3 separate regions of the Muntiacus reevesi genome follow, and regions 1 and 3 are each linked to region 2. The links are chromatin contacts, called in public Hi-C maps. All regions are on one chromosome and are shown on one strand. Each heading gives the region's core, a stretch centred on a gene start, on an enhancer-like site or on the middle of the called end of the contact. The rest is flanking DNA. Distances are from core to core; before and after follow the strand shown. Region 1 holds the start of LOC136166590 (acyl-coenzyme A thioesterase THEM4-like). Region 2 holds the start of GORASP1 (golgi reassembly stacking protein 1). Region 3 holds the start of CX3CR1 (C-X3-C motif chemokine receptor 1).

Evidence for each region. A called contact is a pair of places that touch in the nucleus more often than the background predicts.
Region 1: a contact with region 2 is called in a Hi-C map of muscle, with 2.9 times the contacts expected there. The contact joins the promoter of LOC136166590 here to the promoter of GORASP1 in region 2. A contact is called at or near these places in 2 of 3 Hi-C or Micro-C datasets (blood and muscle).
Region 3: a contact with region 2 is called in a Hi-C map of blood, with 4 times the contacts expected there. The contact joins the promoter of CX3CR1 here to the promoter of GORASP1 in region 2. A contact is called at or near these places in 2 of 3 Hi-C or Micro-C datasets (blood and muscle).

The regions. Positions count from the first base shown.
Region 1 is chr4:72,294,358-72,297,057 of mMunRee1.1, forward strand. LOC136166590 (acyl-coenzyme A thioesterase THEM4-like) reads left to right here and starts at 1,351. Exons shown (of 6, transcript XM_065933073.1): 1 at 1,351-1,619; 2 at 2,565-2,700. The coding sequence starts at 1,500. It overlaps CCR8 (C-C motif chemokine receptor 8), which reads left to right. Exons shown (of 19, transcript XM_065933056.1): 19 at 1-21.
Region 2 is chr4:72,101,751-72,104,450 of mMunRee1.1, forward strand. It overlaps GORASP1 (golgi reassembly stacking protein 1), which reads right to left and starts at 1,424. Exons shown (of 9, transcript XM_065933038.1): 1 at 1,246-1,424. The coding sequence starts at 1,308. TTC21A (tetratricopeptide repeat domain 21A) reads left to right here and starts at 1,472. Exons shown (of 29, transcript XM_065933026.1): 1 at 1,472-1,636. The coding sequence starts at 1,610.
Region 3 is chr4:72,241,456-72,244,155 of mMunRee1.1, forward strand. It overlaps CX3CR1 (C-X3-C motif chemokine receptor 1), which reads right to left and starts at 1,444. Exons shown (of 2, transcript XM_065935244.1): 1 at 1,373-1,444. All of the region lies in intron 5 of CCR8 (C-C motif chemokine receptor 8), which reads left to right.

The sequences.
Region 1 (2,700 bases), core at 101-2,600, 190 kb after region 2:
TATTTTAAATCAACCCGTTTTCCCTAGAAAAAATGACCTCATGTTTGTGATCATTTTAACAATAAAGCATTGGATTCTCTTGGGATTTTTGTATCTGTGTTCATGAGAGATACTGACCTGCAACACTTGTGACGTGGGAAGTGCCTCGGATCTTGACCCATGCTGGCCTTGCTCAGGACATTGCAAGGGTCACCTTGGACTTCCTGTCCTAGACCCCGCTTCTCACATACAAGCTGGCCTGAGGTAGCATCTCTGCATGTCAAGGCAGACACGTGTAAGACAAAGCTGAAGATGGTGATGATGCTGCTTTCTGCCTTGCCTGCTCCATAGACCTACCCGATGTCCCACCTATAGCCTATAAACATCTTTGTACACATAAAAGTTTAATTATTATTACTATAATAAAAATGCACAGCATATAACATTTTACTAGCTGTGCAGTTTTGGGCAGTGTACTTTAACTGTTCTGTGCTTCAGTGTCTTTATATGTAAATGCGGATGTTAATAGCAATAATGCATACCTCTGATATCTGTGGGATGATTATGCAAGGTTATGAAGCTGTGTTCTAACGCCACCTACCGTTCACTCACTGGGAGTAACAAGAGTCCCCTAAAGCAGGGTGGAAAGAATGGGAGCTCATTCCTGCATGTATCTGGTGTATGTGTGTGTGTGGTATGTTAAGAATGTGTCAAGGAAAAGCTGAAAAACTGTTCCAGATTAAAGGAGGCTAAAGACATAACAATTAACTGAAATAAATGATCTTAAATTGGATTCTGGGTTGGTAGAGGGGGAATGCTCTGAAAGACAGTTTGGGGATGATTGGTGAACTTTTAATTTGGGCTGTTTATGAGATAACATTAAGTATTAAAATTGATAAAACAGAGAAACAGGTAGTACAGCAGCTGGGGGTAGAAAGTGCAACAATTAATGTTACTTGTTAACTACCTACTTAGGACATAAACCCCATGAGGTCATCGACTTCATCTGTTTTATTCACTCCTGTGCCCCCAGAGTCTGGAACAGTTCCTGGCACATAGTATGTGCCTAATTAACATTTGTCAGATGAATGAATGAACTGGCCTCTGATATAAGACACGGTTAAGAACCAAGGTGAGGTATCAAAGCCATCTGCCCTTACACGCAGAGACTGAGGTTATCCACTCTGGCTCCTGGTTATCGTTTTTCCATCCCAGTGAACCTGGCCTGCAAAACATTCTGATTGACTCAGTTGTTCCAGGCACGCAGTCAAAAATACATCTGGCAACTCCCCAGATCAAATGCATGTGTAACTTACTAACCCACAATTGCCTGACGTCCTTTCTAGTTCCGCTCCGCACTGCTTAACCTGATGCAGGAGAGGGACGTGGGACGGCCTGGCCCTCAGAGGACCCACACGGGCTCTGATTGGCTGAGTCCGAGCCTCAGGTCTGTGCTCAACTACCAGGAGGAAGGCTTGCCTTTGGAAGAAGGTTCAGTTGGCCCGTCTTGGTTGGACGTCATGCTGAAGAGAGGTCTCAGGTGGCTGGCGAGGAATCCAAAGGCAGCACCCCTTCTCCCGGCCCTGGCTGGCCAGCCCCAGATGCTCTGGTCAGCCTGGATGCCAGCCCCACTCATCACCGTGAGTACCCACGTTGCATCCAGATGCGGGCCGCTGTGAGTGTGGTCAGAGTCTCAGAGGGAGGGAGCTACCAGGGACCTTAGACTCCTGTGACAGATGAGGACTCGGAGCCAGGACTCCTGATGTCTAGAAGATGCTCATGCCACTTGGCCGTTTCATCCTGTATGGAGGGGTGGACCCTCAGCCTGGGAACTTAGTGACAATATCTGGAGGCCCCTCCAGTCTTCCTGACCCTGCTGAACCTTTCCCATATGGTTAAGTGGGGTTGCTGAGCCCCAGATTGAGCAAGTGAGCAGAATCAGGAAAGAATATGATTAGTGGCGACTCAAGGGAAAGCAGTGATTACTGTTTCACATAACATTTTCTGGACAAAATAAGAGGTGTAACTAAAAGAAAATTGTGGGTAACAGTCAAGACGATGGAGTGGGAGGACAAGGAGTTCGTGTCTGCTCATAAGTAGGAGCACCTACTAGGCGCTGGTGAGGGTCCCTGGACACCTAAGCAGATGAGCGGAATCCCCACACGACGAGGTAGGACGCGGAAGGACAGGAGGAAAGGAAGAAAAGTGGAGGTGGGATGGCCCTCATGGGGGCTGGGGTAGGGAAGAGGTTCCCATGCTTGGATGGGGCCTACTCATAGCGAGGGGATCAGCAGAACAGAATGGGGCCTTCGGGGCACTGGAGGATCATCAGAAAATGTGACCAGCATCTTCCCTGCCCACTTGGGCCCCTGCAAGTCTGCTGTGGTCACAGGTCTGAACCCCCACCCCTCAGGGTCCCCTCTGGCCTCCTGGGTCTTGGGTTTGATTCCCTGCCCCCCCGACTCCCCAAGGTCACTTCTGGCTGCGTGGGTCCCGGGCCTGAATCCTCCCCCACCCCAAGTTTCCTTTCAGCTGTGCCGGACCTGTAGGAGCGGACACAGTCAGCTACCTTTTGAACTTCCCAGGTCTCAAGAAGTCACCTCCATTCCGATTCAAAGGATTATTCCCTCCCGAACTCCGGCTGGAGCCCCATCATGGTGAGGCTGTACAATGAACTCATGGAGAAGACTGTGGATGGAACGTGGACGCGACTTCCCGGTT
Region 2 (2,700 bases), core at 174-2,673:
TCCCTCTCCAACAGGCCCTTCTTATCTTCACTCTTACCATCCACCCCCAGGCCCTGCCAACAGCCTTAACTTGCTTTCCATCAAACCTGTTGGAAGACCCTTCTGGCTGGATGCATTTCACTGTCCACTTTTTCCGTCTGGTACCAGCCCATGGTGTCCACTAGGGAAAGCCTATCAGCAAGCACAAATCCTGTTACCTCTGGGTCCTGGAGCCATTCTGCTTTTCCTTTTAGCAAACCTCTTCCGTCCCCACTCTCATTCCCCAACCCCCCACCGCCTAGTTGTTAATGACAATAACAGAGACCACTCAAAAGTAAGGCACCAAACTGACAAGCTACGCCCATCTCTGCAGCCATCCATCTGGGCACAAGGGAAAAGGGAGTCTGGCCCACCTGCGCTCCGGAGACAGACACCCACCTACCCTCTCATCTCCGTTACAGCCCCGCCCTCTCCGAGGTACTAATCACTCCACACCTCTGTCTGGCTGCGGACCCTTCTCCCCACCTTCAGGCCCTGGAACTCACTCCATCTCCACTTCCCTCGGGACTGCTCATCCAGACCTCTTTGTGGCAACATGGATGACTCATTCTCTGCGGAGGCCCTACCGCGCTTCTCCGCAGTGTTCCACCTGGGGACCCTCCCCCTGCAACAAACCTATCCCCGAGCCCTCGGCCGCATTCTCTCTGCTCTCCCGCTCCCACTTTCCCTGTGTGGTTCTCGCTGGTCTTCGGCCTCTCGAAGCCTTTCGACCCCAAGAAGCGTGGGATGAGAGCCGGCGGGCTCCCCGGCAGTTGGCAACTCCTTGGATCCAAGACGGCCGGGGACTAGGCTGAGCTGGCTCTCTCCTCAGGCCCAACATGGAGCGCAGTGCACAGCAGGCGATCATAAATGTGTTCACACAAGTGCACGAATTCTCCTGACTGAACCTGGTGCGTTCACTCTCCACCCGGGACAAGTGCCATTCCGGAGCTGCCCGACTCCACCAGGAAACGCTCCCGCTTCCTGCAGAGCTGGCACTCGGGGCTGGCGCCGGGCCGACCGCGGCCGCAGGCGGGCCGGGACCCGGGGGTGCCACGGCGCCTTCTCTCCGGCGACGACTCCCACCGAGAAGGGGTACCACCCTCCCCCGGGAGGCCACCCAGGGCCGAGACCCCGCGGCTGCCGCCCCCGGGCCGGCGATCTGGCGTTCCCGCGCGTCGGAGCGGGTGCCGCGCCAAGACCTCAGGCGCCGCAGGGGCGACTCACCCCGTGCAGGTGGAAGCCCTCGGCGCCGCCCGCAGGCTGCTCGGCGCTGGCGCCCAGGCCCATGGCCACGGTCAGCTCGGGCGACGGTGCCCGGGACCTCGACGCCTACCCGGGAGGCCCAACTGGGTGCCCCCAGCGCGGACTCGCCCTCTCGGCGCTCGACTACCCGCGCCTTGTCACGTGGGCGCCTGGCCACGCCCACCCCAAACGCTGACGCCCTTAGAGAACAGCCAGCCGCTCCGTTTCCAAGGACGCGCGAGCCTCCGACTTCCGGCCGCGACTGGCGCACCCAGGACCCTGACTTGGGAATCTCGCTCTGCCCGGCACCACGAGACCCCGACTCTAGAGCCGCGGGCGCGCAGAGATGAGCAGCAATGACTCCTCCCTTATGGTGCGTGACCCGGGCACTGCTCCTCCTCTGGCCCAGTCAGCCCCGCGACCTGCAGCTTCCCTGTTACCTCTCTGACCGCCACCCGGCTTTCGCTGTCCCCGGCCTCTTCAGACGGTCTTGGCGCCTTCTCGCCTCTTTCCGTGGCGAGCACATCCTGTCTAGTGTTCCCTGTGTACCCTGAGCCCCTAGCCATCATCCCCACCCAGTCTTATCTCCGAGCTCCCCCAAACCAAAGCATAAAAGCCCATCACCTTGCCATTATCCGACCCCCACCCCCGGCTCCAACCGCCTGTACCTTTTCTGTGTCCTTCACCCTAGTGGATAGCACCACCGTTTGACCCCCCAGCCGTTACTCTTCCCCACAGCCATCTCCAGCTCCTGTCTATCAGCAGAAAATATCAGCTCCTTATTTTATCTCCTAGCCCAGTATCACCACCCTCTCCCCTCTGGGCACCTGCAACAGCCCCTCTCTCAGCTGGTTTCTCTACTTCATCTCTCTTCACCAGTGGTCTCCCTACCACCACCACCGCCAACAGCAACCACCCCAACACACACACACAGGAGCCAGAGTGGTTTTTGCAAAAACACACATCTGAACATTTGCCCTACCCCCCGCTATCCTCATGCGTAAAACCATTCCAGCTGCTTCCTATTACCCTCAGGATGATGTCTGGGCTCTTTCATATGGCCCACAAGGCTGTTTACAATCCAACCACATCTATCCCCAACCCCAGCATCCACAAACCTTAGGGGAAGTGAGACTTCACTTTGAAATCTCAGCCTCTCTTATTGCATGATGTTTGTCAAGCCACAGCCTCCTTGGGCTTTGGCTTCCTTAATTGTGAAGAATATGGAGAGAATAATACATAAGATAATAGGCGTAAAGCCCTTGATCCCCTTCACCACAGGTGGTTAGCCCACAATAACTCACAATTCTAACTATTGGTGTCATGATTCTTATTACTGGTCCTCCTCCTTCCCCCTTATTCCCTTCATAAGGCAAAACCTGAGTTGAATTTCTCATCAACTTTTGAACCAGAATCTGTGCTTAATTCCCAAACAAG
Region 3 (2,700 bases), core at 194-2,693, 140 kb after region 2:
AGAAGGGAGATCAGTTTATAAGTTGTTGACCTGCACACCGTCCTTTGAGTGTGTTATGTTTTCAATGAACATAGGTTTAGGGAAAAGACAAAAGGGCATAGGAACATACTTAAAGAGATGTTGTATAGGTTTTCTTCCCTACCAAGAGTTGCAATTCACCCATATGTGTGTCCACTCATACTTTCTTTCTGAAGATGATGTTTTCCAATGACACCAACCTTCTGAGCCCGAATGTCCTCACAGTGATTATAAAAGCATACGTCAGTGTTGAATATCAAAGTCTATCAGCAGTTTATTACTAAAATAGTTTTCATTATAAATGCAGTAGATGCTCATTATAAAAATTGCAGATGGTGCAAAAAAGCATGGAAGAAAAAGGAAAGAAAAAACTCAAGAAAGAAAAAATAAAAGTTTTTAATTATAGGGAAAAAAATAAAGACCTAGACAAGGAAAAGACGTGTCACTTTTGAACAGAAAGTCAAGAATAGGGTAGTGCCAGAAGGAAAGATCATAAAAGGGCTTGCTGTCTATTTTACTTATTTTATTCCTAGAAACACAAATTGTATGTGTATGCTTCAGACTCTACAGTGGATTCTTATTGCTCCTATTAAAAAAAAAAAATCTTTCTAGGAATACATGGAGAAGGAGCATAAAACAGATGTGGATAGTTAACAATAATAATAATAATGGGAGTTACCCGGTGGTCCTAGTTGCTGGGACTCCACGATTTTATTGCCCTGGCGGTGTTGAATCCCTGCTTAGGGAACTAAGATCTCGCAACGCTTGCAGTATGACCAGGAAAAAAAGATGATGATAATAATAATAACTTTGCTGCTGTTTCTTACCTTAGAAAGTTAACAGTAATTCCTCAATATCATCCAGATGCAATCTTACCTTTTATTTTTTTTCTTTTATTGTAGTTTATTCATAAGGTGTTAATTTCTGCTATAGAACAGTGATTCATATATGTATATATTCTTTTTCATTATGGTTTATTATAGGATATTGAATATAATTCCCTTGGCTATAGTGTAGAACCTTGTTTTTTACCCACCCTATATATAATAGCTTGCAGATGCAATTTTAAATGATGCTTTTTTTTTAATGAACATTTCTCCATGCCCCTGAAACAGAATTATTAACACTTCTAATCATATTCCACCATATGATGGTGGAATCATCATAAGTGATCTAATCAGTCACTGTCTTCCCCTACCAAGCCCCCTAGTACATTTAGACTGTAAGATCCTCTGGAAAATGGTTTCCCTTGTTGGCAAGTAAAACAAACCAGCGTCGTTAACCCACTCTGACCTCTGACCACTGTGCCTCACCCAGCGCGCCCACAGGTGCTAAACGAGCCCTCTGCTCCTACCTGGACTGGATCTGGGGCGGGAACCCCGAGAGGTGGAGATGCGCCAGTCAGCCTTCCTGTCCCAGTCACAGTCTGTCAGAGAGTATCTCCCTTTCCTCTGAGGGCATCCTTATTTGCAAAGTTAGCCAATAGTATCTGGTTTCCTGTGAGGCAGACTATCTTTAGATGCTGCTGCAGGCTCAGAAGCTCCAGGCTGGAGGCCAGCTGAGATGGGAGGGTGTGTGTTAACTTGGGGACTGCGTTACCTCTCGCGTGGAGTGGGTGGGTGGCAGCGGGCAGGAAACAGGGTAGCTCTCTTTAATGATGTGCCTTTAGGCAGGCCTGGAAACTGAGCCTCGGTTTTCCTGCTAATAAAAGGGAGCCCGTGATACTCACTGGATAGCACTGGAGTGCAGATGAAGTGAGCTACAGTTTTTCTTCTCAAAGTGTGATCCCAGCTGGGAGCTTCTCAGAGATGCAGCACCTCAGGCTGCCGCCACCCCAGGCCTCTTGAATCAGACTCTGCATTTTTTTTTTTTTTTTTTGATGCCTTCTAAGCTTTTATTTGCTATAAAGAAAAGTCATCTCTAGGTATCTGTATTTTTAGGTTTTTTTTTTTCATGTGACTGACTTTGTTGTGAATCTACTTTATTGTAGTGGTTTGGGACCAAACTCACAATATTTCTAAGGTATGCTTACATTGTTTTATTTAAATTTTTTTTTTTTCTATCAAAGTGTATTTGACTTACAGTGTTTCAGGTACACAGCAAACTGATTCAGTTATGCGTACATCCATTTATACATATATATCTTTTTCAGATTTTTTTTCCATTATAGGTTATTATAAGATATGAAACACAGAGACTGCATTTTAATGAAATTTTTAGGAGTTTGATAAACACAGTGAACCTGAGAGGCATTGATACAGAAAGCACCGACTGAGCGCCTGGCTCCTGGTCGATGCTTAATAATTATGGTTCCCCTCACCTTCCTCAAGCACGTAGTGGTTCCCTTTGCCCTGCAGTCTAGCCCAGGTTCTGTATCTGAAGGGCAATGGCCCAGGCTGCTCCAGCGGGAAGTGGTTCCTGGCCAGGCCCTGACATCCAGGCCTGCTCCTGCTCCCCGCCCTGGCCAGCTGGTTCTCTGACTTAATCTCAATCACCTCGGCTGCACTGCCTTTCCACTACTTCCTTACTTGCCTAAGTCATGCTTAAGGCCAAGCCTCCTTCTGGTCTGTCTGTACCCCAGGGTCTAAACAGGTTCTGGCACCAGCGGGCCTTCAGCACACATGTTCATTGAATGGTCAGTGACGCCCCGCCCGCCCCCTCTCACGGCCTTCCCCGGCTGCC